Regions from separate parts of the Drosophila melanogaster genome. Here region 2 is linked to region 1. A link is a contact called in public Hi-C data. All regions are on one chromosome and are shown on one strand. The core of a region is the stretch at or near the end of the contact, and the rest is flanking DNA. Distances in the headings are between cores, read along the strand shown. Region 1 holds the start of alpha-Man-Ia (alpha-Mannosidase class I a). Region 2 holds the start of Ant2 (Adenine nucleotide translocase 2).

The links. Hi-C and Micro-C count contacts between places; a contact is called where the count stands out from the background.
Region 2: a contact with region 1 is called in a Hi-C map of the Kc167 cell line, with 4 times the contacts expected there. The contact joins the promoter of Ant2 here to the promoter of alpha-Man-Ia in region 1. A contact is called at or near these places in 1 of 107 Hi-C or Micro-C datasets (the Kc167 cell line) and 1 of 6 datasets of contacts at active chromatin or transcription factors (the Kc167 cell line).

What each region holds. Positions count from the first base shown.
Region 1 is chrX:10,322,710-10,327,895 of dm6, forward strand. It overlaps alpha-Man-Ia (alpha-Mannosidase class I a), which reads right to left and starts at 3,249. Exons shown (of 8, transcript NM_167223.3): 1 at 2,924-3,249; 2 at 857-1,609. The coding sequence starts at 1,474. It overlaps CG2909, which reads left to right and starts at 3,755. Exons shown (of 4, transcript NM_132388.4): 1 at 3,755-4,085; 2 at 4,150-4,294; 3 at 4,357-5,186. The coding sequence starts at 3,909.
Region 2 is chrX:10,784,822-10,790,007 of dm6, forward strand. Ant2 (Adenine nucleotide translocase 2) reads right to left here and starts at 2,086. Exons shown (of 4, transcript NM_176725.3): 1 at 1,985-2,086. sesB (stress-sensitive B) reads right to left here and starts at 2,137. Exons shown (of 4, transcript NM_001298161.1): 1 at 1,985-2,137. Imp (IGF-II mRNA-binding protein) reads right to left here. Exons shown (of 7, transcript NM_167253.3): 7 at 3,048-5,186.

The DNA of each region.
Region 1 (5,186 bases), core at 1,999-4,498:
TCCTAACGAAGATGCAACTATGAAACAAGATGTACCCTTTAATACTAGCTGCTTAGATCCTTCAAATGGGAATGTGACAACGATAAAGATAACAATATATGTACATAAGTTCGTGAAACAGCGTGGCGCATAAACCCTTTTCTTAAGATCTCTTCGTCGAGTTGGCAAAGACCAGTGGCGTGGAAAACAAAAAAAGAACCACTTTCGGGGCACATTCGTTGCAGTGAACCGACCGTCTCCACAAACAATTAGTCGGAACTGATTGTCGCGGAAGTTGAGCAAGGGGACCACAGAAGACGCGAAACGTGGCGGGGGGTGGAAGTGGAACTGTATGTGGGAGAAATATATGTATATAAATAGCGGAATGCTGATAATTGCCCACGTTGTCAAGTTGAGGAGAAAAAAAAAACGAAGAACAATTTACACACAGCCCGAGAAATAAAATAAATAAATGCCAAATTAGAGCATAAAAAAAAGACGATGCAGAAAAATAAAAATAGAACTCAGGCGAAATCGAGCTGAGCAGAAAAAAAAAAACAGAGCGATAACCCCGGGAGAGTTCAATATTTGCCAGTTTTAAAAAGAGGTACATAGGTTTCCAAGGTTTCCAAGTTCATTTTACGATAAGATATGCTGACCCGATAAAGAATATAATCTCCAGGCAGTAAAATGGTTAACGGTATTGCAATCGATAAAAGATATGTGCAAAAATATCCACATCCCAAGTACTGTGTACTTGTACTAATCACTTTGATTTTAAGTACAGTATCGTTAGCTTGTATTTATATTAAATTTATATCATTGCATCGATCTTACTATCCAGCGTATTTCAAGCTATCAAGTGTGAACCACCTACCTCTTTGACCTTCTGACGCCGTTCTTCCAGTGTGGCGTCCAGTGTGTCCGGCGCCTGATCATTGCCACCGCCACCCAATGGCAGTTGTGGTTGCTGCTGGTTGTGCTGCTGGGCGGAACTTTGTGGATGGGACGAGGCCTGGCTGGCGGCATTGTCCCCCTGAACTGGGGCGGCCAGAACGGGAATGGCGGCGTGTCCCTCGTCCTGATCCAGCGGCTGATCCGCCAGAGCGGCGACGGGTGCTGGAGCCTGAGCCTGTTGGGCGAGCACCTGGAATTGTCCAGGTTCGCCTCCACCCGCAGCCGGTGGCTCATCGAGCATATCGCCCAATTCGGCGCGAATCTTTTGCTCCAAACGTTGGCGATCGCCAATGAAATGTGGATCCTCGCTGCGATGGGGGGCGTGTGCGGCGAGGGGCGGGGCTGGGATAAAGATCTCCGGTCCGGCCTTTCGGAAGTGCTTGTAGACGCGCAGGACACGATCGCTGCCGAAATTGTCCGGCAGAAGGAAGATGCCGCCGAAGCAGAGGAAGCACAACGTTACCAGGACGAGTCCAATCAGACATTTTTCGCGCGAGTGGAAGTTCGATTTGCGTCCAATTGGACTGATGCGATACATGATCGATTGTTTATTTGCTTCAATTCGATTTAACTGATTGTTTTGGGTTATTTGTATTATTGTTTCACTGTAGTCTTCTCGGGCATTGGCGGTGGACTTTTTAATTTAAGTTATGTTTATGTTTTCTCAGTTTCTCTGATTTGGTGAAACGGTTAAAGATTATTTATGGTCGCCTTTGGGAATAATAATAGGGAAATAATTGTTGTCTTTAATTAATTTGTACTTTTTACGGCAGGAGTACTTTTATTTGTTTGTTTATTTCGTGAACTTTCTTTTTTTTAACACTCAGCTGTTTAACTTTCTTGCCGCCTCTCTCACTCTCTTTTTTCCTTTCTCTCCGCTTCTCACTCTCTTCTCTCTATGGCAGTGCATTCTTATTGTTATTATTGGCTATTTTCGGTTGTTTGTACACACACTCATACGTTAATGCGCCAAAAAAGGAGCACGACATAAAAACGAAATGCCGGAAAGAAAGCACAGACATGAACTGCCAGCAAAAACAAAGGTAATTCGATGCGATGTCGCTGCGTGGAGGAAAAAAAAGAAGAGCGGCAACACACACACACACGCACACACACAAGCAACGTGGCAAACACACAGACACGAGTTTATGCGGGGCATTGCAAAAATCACGATTTTTCATAGCAATTTGTAGTTGGCATTTTCATTGGCGAATCTAATTGGCACAGTTTACCAAATCTAAAACAAAACTATACTCAAGTATAAGCATATCCTGCAATAACCCAAAAATAGTTCCACAAGAAATAAATCAAAGGTACATTCTAATTGCACTCGACCTAAGAAACTAAACACTACAAAAGTAAATTACCTTTCCAATTTTAAATTTACTTTTAAATACAATGCATATTTTTAGAGCCAAGCCTACACTTATGAAAATCCATGATCTATTTTTGCTGACTCCGAACAATAACATGCGTTTCTATATTAATTACTGTTTTTGTAACTAATTCCAACAGCAGTGAAATAATTTAATGACTTTTGGCACTGCCTTTAAAATTAGTAATGGTTTTTATTCATAAGCACATTCAACACTTAAGTTCGCCATTTGGGCGGTGTATTTGCGTTCATTATCACTTCTGAGATCTAGAATAAATCACGATTTTGTAGGCCTGCATAAACTGCAGGCCAGACAGGGACGGGGCGAGATAGGATGATGAGAGAGAGGTCGGAGAGAAACACGCAATATTTTGCAACAACACAACGGGCTGACAACAATAACATTTATTACGGAATACCGTTAGCTGGCCAAACAACCGTATGAAAAAGGCACAGAAACAAACAATAAAAAAAAAGAAAATCGAAAGAGCCGTGGAGAAAAGAGAACACAGAGACACAGCTGATGGGGGAGAGCGGGAAAAAGGAGGTGACGAAAGAGAGAGGCAACAGAAAAAGGGATGAATCTTTAGATTTGGATTTGATTTTTCTGACTTCTCTTCGCTCTCCTTTCCCACACTAGCATCCATCCAGCTACCTCTATCTCGCTTCCACCTTAGCCGCTTCTTCCAGTTGTTTTTGTTGTTACTTTCCGTTCCTGGCAGGAGGTGTGTTTGTGCGAGAGAGAGGGGAATGCGCGTTTCACCTGCCACCTTATTATTTTCCGCAAACCGACCATCGATTCACGGCAGAGGTATCACAAGAACGAGACGCCTTCCACAATCGCGTTTAATTCCGCTGGATTTACGTTTCTTTTTTTGAGTTCGAGACGACCAAAAACAGCTTGGATCCGATCCACAATGTGCCCGCCGCTTTTTCCACCCGCAATGCCGATGTGGCCAGTGGTCACACTAAAAGGCAGTGCTACCGGATCGCCGAACCGGCATTTTACATAAATGAGTCGCTTTTGCTTTCTTCGTTTTAACAAAATGGGAATACATTCTTGTGTCCGGTTTTTACAATTTAGAGCATATACATATGTCTCACAACATATCCAGGTGTTACAAAACAACAAATGAAGAACATTTTTGAAATTACGCTATAATGCTACTGGGTTTTTATACCCGTTATTCGTACAGTAAGGCATGTAACAGTAAAGTATGTAACTGGTAAAAGGAAGCGTTTCCGACCATATAAAGTATATATATTCTTGATCAGGATCAAAAGTCGATTTGACTTTTCTCGTCTTTCTGTCCCTCCGTATGAACGCCGAGATTTCAGGAACTAGAAAATCAACAATATTTATTAATCAACGGTATTAGTGACCACTTATCGAATAGATTTATCGATAATCAACTAATCTATATTGACAAGTATCGCACAAAATATTAACTCAAAATGCAACCACCAAGATTCTATCACAAAGCATTTAAGTGTCATTGTGAAATTATTATTCATTTCACAAATAAGGGGACTTTCTCTTCGAAAGGGTGACACTAATAGAGCTACCTGTAAATTGAAAAGTTTAAACCCAAAGACCATGTCTACCTTTGGCGCTGAAGTGGATCAGGTTTGGCCAGCGGTCACCGGTGATTCCCCGCATCTCACTAATTTCGGACGCAAATTGCTGAAGGATTGCCGCCAAGTGCAGAAACCAATCGGAGGATACGAAAATTTGGGCAATGTGATTAAATTGTCCGCGGAGTTTCCGCTGGAGGTATTACACTTGGGTGACCCCCCAGCCAACGTCGACTTACCCTTCCACTTTCTTCTTCTTGTAGTTCGGCGTGAACAGTGTCAAAGTATACCGGCAATCTCCATCGCGGCTTGCCCGGATAAATGAGGAAGTGGCATCCGCCTATCCATTGATACACGAACGTACATTGGGCCTCTACTTGCAGTACTTGGAGCACAAGTGTCGTTGGGGTAAGCAATTCTCTTGCCTAAATAGCCTTCTCAACTGATCGACTTGCCGCATTTCACCACAGGCAACGCGGTGGAAAAGCCCATCTACCGGAATTTATCGCTATGCGGATTTGTGCAACGTCTGCTGGTAAAGCGTTGCGCCAGCTTCTTTGCGCGGAACGACAAGTACCTGCTGGTGAGCGGAGAGTCCGGGGCCAGTGGCTTCGAAGCCGTGGGTACTCGGGAGGAGAAGGCGCCTCTGGTGCTGGCCAACGTGCTCAGCTATGACGATATCAAGCTCTCCGCTCTGCTTTCCGTGAGCTCCCGCACGGAGTTTGTCAATGAGGGCGAACGAACCAATTGCGGTCACGTTGATCTGAACACGAAAACTTTGGAACGTCACGGGGTTATTGTGGGCATGATTGGAGCCCGTCTGTCGCGACGTAATCTAATGGAGTTCCAGGACATTGTAATCGCACGTCAGCAGAATACGCGTGAAAGGGGCTACGGAATGGCATTGGATGAGCCGGCTACCACGCGTGATGAGGACTATCGACGACTGTGGCGCGAGTTCTATGCCACACGGGATCTCATCCACGGCCAGGCAGTCATTGACAATCAGCGTTTCGGACCATCGAAAAACAAGATGGACGTGTTCGACAATCTGGTGATGAAGCGGCGTTACGCCATCAGCTTCGACATGCTGCTGCTGGAGGCAGAGGCAAGGGCAAAACGCGTGAAAAAGCTGGCGTACATCCATGTGGTGGGCTTCGGCTTGGGCGTGTGGAAGGCAGCAGAACAGCAGGAGCGCATCTTCATGGAGACCTTCGAGCAGCGTATGCGCACGCTGGGCAACAGGCTCAATAACGTTGGCCTCGTGCACTTCTCCTGGTTTTCGATCACACATTGCGGC
Region 2 (5,186 bases), core at 836-3,335, 460 kb after region 1:
TTCATTTACCCCTTTCGAGGTTTTCGACGGCGCTTTCTAAACGCTTGCCAAAATGAATGTACGCACAACATTTACATTTGGCAAATAGCCGACAAGTCAGCTGCGAAGCAGACGGATAGTCCCGTTTAGCTAGTTGTTAGCTAGATTTCTAGAAGATTGAATAGTGTACTTCTATTACACCCAAATACATGTCTTCCTTATTCAACAAAATTGGGGTATCTTTGATATTCAGTTTTAAGAACTACTTGGACTGGCTTAGAAAACTTCAATATACAGCAGTGAACAATTTATTCAAATACAAAAACCAAAACTATTATCAATTTTTATAAAAATAAAAGTTGAAAAGAGTTGAAAGGTTTTATTAATTGTTTGTAGCTATTTAATTGCTAAGCTATTAATAACATTTGGCTTTATTTCTAAAGATAGGGTTGGCAGCACTGCTAGCATGTGACTTTGCTTTCTGACGTCCACCTGCCGCTCTCTCCCTCTCTCTCACGCTTCGTCTCTTTCACGCAGGCGGAAGAGGGGCGGCGCTCGAAAAAAAATGCGTGAAGCGATTAGATAAACACTTCTGCTAATACAGTTAATTTATATAACTGTCTACGACACTTTTTCAAGGTCCCGTTATCACAAAAATTACATAAAAAATAAAAGAGAGCTAGTTGCCCATCAAAAAAGAGAGCGTAAAAAATGCAGTTGCAAAGTTACTGCAAAAATGCTTAATTGCCAAAATTAAACGGCAGCGAAGTTATAATTTTTATGGCTCAGTGTGCGATGAATCGGGGTTTTAGGACAGGGCGTGGATCGGCTTGAAAATCACACTGAAAATTTCCGCCGACTGGGCGAGAATTGGAAATGTGATTCGCCAGGGATATGTAATAATAAACACTAATCTCAACCAAGTGCAAAATCGCACTAAAAGGCCACACAAAGGGCTACAATAAACAATAAATCACATGAATACTATACGTACATTAACGATTGACGTCAGAAAGGGTTTAAGGGGTATGGGAATGGAATAATAATAGAAGAAATGAGAACACTGGGGAAACCCGTTTTTTTCGCATGAATTTTTATCTTTAATAAAAGAAAGCAGGTCAGAAAAGAAAGGGAGGCAACCAAAGAGAAATAGTTACATTACTCTTAAGAAATAAAACCAACTCTCTCTCTCTTCTTCACACACACACACCCGATAAGTACTTGCACGCGCAGCTGGTGTCTGGCATGGGAGTGAGCGAGAGGGCGTTAGTGGCACATGGAATTTATTCGCAACTGTGTGTTCATACACACTCATGTGCGACTGGGCGGTAGAACAATCAATTGCCACGCGTTTTACTATAGAATAGCCTGCATTTGGTGTATATAATAATATATTTGTGCAAATGCAGGCCAATTTGATTCTAGAGAAGTGCAATTCTCTTTGAAATATAATCGCAATTCATGTGCAACATTTTTTCGTACAGACGAGCCGGCCTGCCAACTCGTTGCTATTGCATAAGTTGGCAGTTCCAGCGTGGTTGCAAATTGGAAGGAAATAGATGGGAAAAAGATCCAGCGTGGCTTCTTCCATTTTCTTTCTGGGTATTCTAAATGAACTTTGGATTGGGGGTATAAAATACCGAAAAGTTTGCTAATACGCCCAATTTATTACGTGTTTAATTGATGGCAAACACAATTTCGGCACAATTATTTTTCGCAAGGGTTATGTAAGCACTTTTCGGGTATTTTCAAGTCCCATTTCGGGATTTCTTTTCGATGCAGTTAAACCGGAACTGCTTGTCGAACATACAAAAAAAAACGTTAGTTTAAACCAACACCGACACAATAAAAAAATTAGCACATTACATAACTACAGAATCTAGCGCAAGGTGACGTGAATTAATGGGTAAAAAAAAATCAATGGCAGGTACGGGGCACACCGTCTCTTTTCTTGTTAAGCAAAAGAGCCTCGCAAATGTAATAGATATAGAAAATAGCACAATACCTTCAGTTGATAACTTCTCACAAAAGTCACAGAATAAAAACTTCTTTTGCAGAATCAGACGAAGCCGCGTGCTCACTTGGCGAATGAAATTCGTAAAGTGGTGGGGGTCTCGAGGGCCCAGTGACTTGGGGATGAAAGCTGCAAAAATACCGCATATCGATAGTTGCTTTAACTGGTATTTATTCGGCGATCTATCGATATTCAGCTAGATTTCGGTTTTTATTCGTGATATTTTTGTCGGTAACTTTTGCTAGTATAAATAAATATGGCTATTTTTGATGTAATTAAAACCAGTATATTACGTTTTATTATAAAATTAAGGCAAGCGGGGATTGAAGCATCAATATCGATATTTTTTAATACCTTAAAAATATTTTTACATCGACTTTCCCATTATGTTATATTATTTTATATTATATATTATATTATTGCGAGTTCTGAATTACACAAAAGTTAAAGACTATTTTATGTTTTAATAATGGATTCATTACAATTAATCTGCACGCTTCTTTGGGAAATTAACAACGACCTGTACGACCTCCTTTTGCCAAACTATGATAAAAACTAGTTTGAATGTATTGCATTTAACGCGGTTTTTTAATTGCTCTTTTTTTTACAAAAACAAAAGTTTTCTTTTTATATTAAATCAAAGGTTTGTCCAAAATTGGAATATCTCATACCTCGTTGAAATCGTTCCAAATTCCTCATCGAACTGTATTTAAGTCTGGCAACTTTAATTTTTGGCCATTTTTTGCAAATTTGGTTATCGAAAATGAGAAAATCGGTAATTTGTCGAATTTTGATGATGGTACCCCTAATGAAAAATTGCTTAAATTGGTCAAAAAAATTATTCCTGAAACTCGGTTTGAAAGTGTTACAGATTGTTAGCAATGTTAATAAGCAACACAAAACAGTCATCGTTTTAGCTGAGCCACCTTTTTTGGCCAAGTTATTCTGAAAAATGTTTTTCGAAAATATCATATTCTTAATTTTAAAACGTTGTTGAAAAGGATAATCGCAAAACTTGATTCAAAATGCACTTCTTATATACGAAAAATCATTTATTGAGTAAATTTCTTTTCGATTTGTTTTTCACATGTTCACAAAATTGTATTTGAGTTAGTTGTATATCTGGTTTTCTAATATTTTCCTTGGCCTTGGGATACAATTTAGTAAGCTTTTGTGTCTTTTTATTTGCTGTATGTGGGTCTTGTATACGGTAATTTCGTATTGAGCGCTAGCAATATTAACATTTAGTTACACCGAAATGGGGAAAACATCTTACGCAGATTAGTATGTTATGTATACACCTATGTATATCTCTAGTTTTTGAATCAGCACCCTGGGACAGGCCAGAATACTAGGAGTTTTGGGCGTGCTGAGGGGTATGGTAATCAAATGAAGAACCCTTTCTTTTGAATTTCGTTGGTTGGACAGAGGGGTTAATTTAAAGGCAATGGTAAAGGTAAAAGATAAAGGCAAACAAATGCAAAGTACTGGCTAGTAAATACTGGGGCCTCTAAACTATGACGACACATCTAGACATCGAGTCCTATGTCCTTTACGTGGTTATCTAGATTACTTTCGGGTACATATTCCATGGCAGATACAAAACATACACAGAGTGGATATTTGATATATGTATAGTATATTGGTTATCGTGTACCGATTGTGTTAGCGTTTTGCTTGTGGTTAAAAGACAGTTATACAATGTAATTGGGAATATAGTTTTGTTTTCATCCTATTTGTGTGATTTATTCGTTCGCTTTTTTTTTGTTTATTTTTTTTTTTTGTGGTTTGTTTTTGTTTTTATTTAATTTTTTCTTGTATAGGAAACAACAAAAATGGACGCAAAATGATTGTTATAGTAGTATTCATGTTTACCCATCTTGCTTTTACGTTTAGTTAACTATATAGGAATATGCAAAACGTACACTTAATATATTTTTTTTGGTTTTGTTTTACGATTTTGTTACTATGTTCCTTATCGATCTGATACTATATAAATGCAGCTCTAAAACTTGTATTCTTTGACATTGTTCTGTTCCATCTGTCTTTCTTTTTATTAACTATCTTTCGATCTGGCGGCATCTTGCATTTGTATATCTCTTACGCTTTTCAAATACATTTAATAACATTTCTATAGAAATATTCAAAGCTGAGGTAGTTAATTCATTCATTTATTCTTTATTTTAGTTTACGTTAGGTTATGTTAGTTTAGTGTACTCCATATATATGATCGGTGTTGTTAGTTAGGTATACATCTATGTATGTACTCACACGCTATTTGAATTTATCTGACGACTTTAGCTCTTCTCAAATTCACATTAAATTAATAATTTAGACAACTGTTTGAATAGGGGGTTACGGATCATTAATATATGTATGTCTGGGTACAGGGACAACATCGAAAGCCTCTCGAAACGATCGGGATTATAGGATTTCGGAATCGAAGCCGATTTGGAAAGGAGAGAGGAAAACCAGTTACTGAAAATCAAAAATACTGAACTACAACGAAAATAAAAACAACCAAGGAACGAATTATTTTTGTTTTTTTTTTTGTGTTTTTAATAATATTTTACTCTTTTTTTGTTATATTTATAATATTTATAGATATTTTAGCTCTGTAATGTAGATACAATGTACAGTGTAGATACATCTGGTGTCGTCACATCATCCTCATGTAGATTATGTGTAGATTAAATGAACTTAACAGTAAAATGTAGACGACGCAAAAAAAAGCTCTAAACTAATTTAGGTAAAGATAAGGATAAATTTAAAAATAATTAATGTAAAAATAGTGGTATTTTTTTGTAAGTTTTCATCTTTAATTTTATGTTTTTTTTTGTTTTAAGCTTTAGTATATTATGTGTAAAGTGGTTTCTATATAGTTTGCTCGCCGTTCAAAAATTGAAAAAATGATGTGTGCAGGTTAGGGTTCTGGTGAAAGGGGGGGGGGGACTGCTTAAGGTCCCATGAGGGGAGTTGGGTGCCCAGCGGATGGTTTTAATTATAAACTACTATCACACAGGCAAACCAGGCGCTGGAGAAGTGAGAAGGGGGGAGGTCTGATTAAATGGAATTGATTGGGTGGCTGGATGTGGGGTTCGGATTTGGAGGGACTATGGGGACATAGGAATATGGAAGTGGAGTGTTTGGTTGGTTGACGAGGGCGGCAAAATGATATACACAACAACAAAAT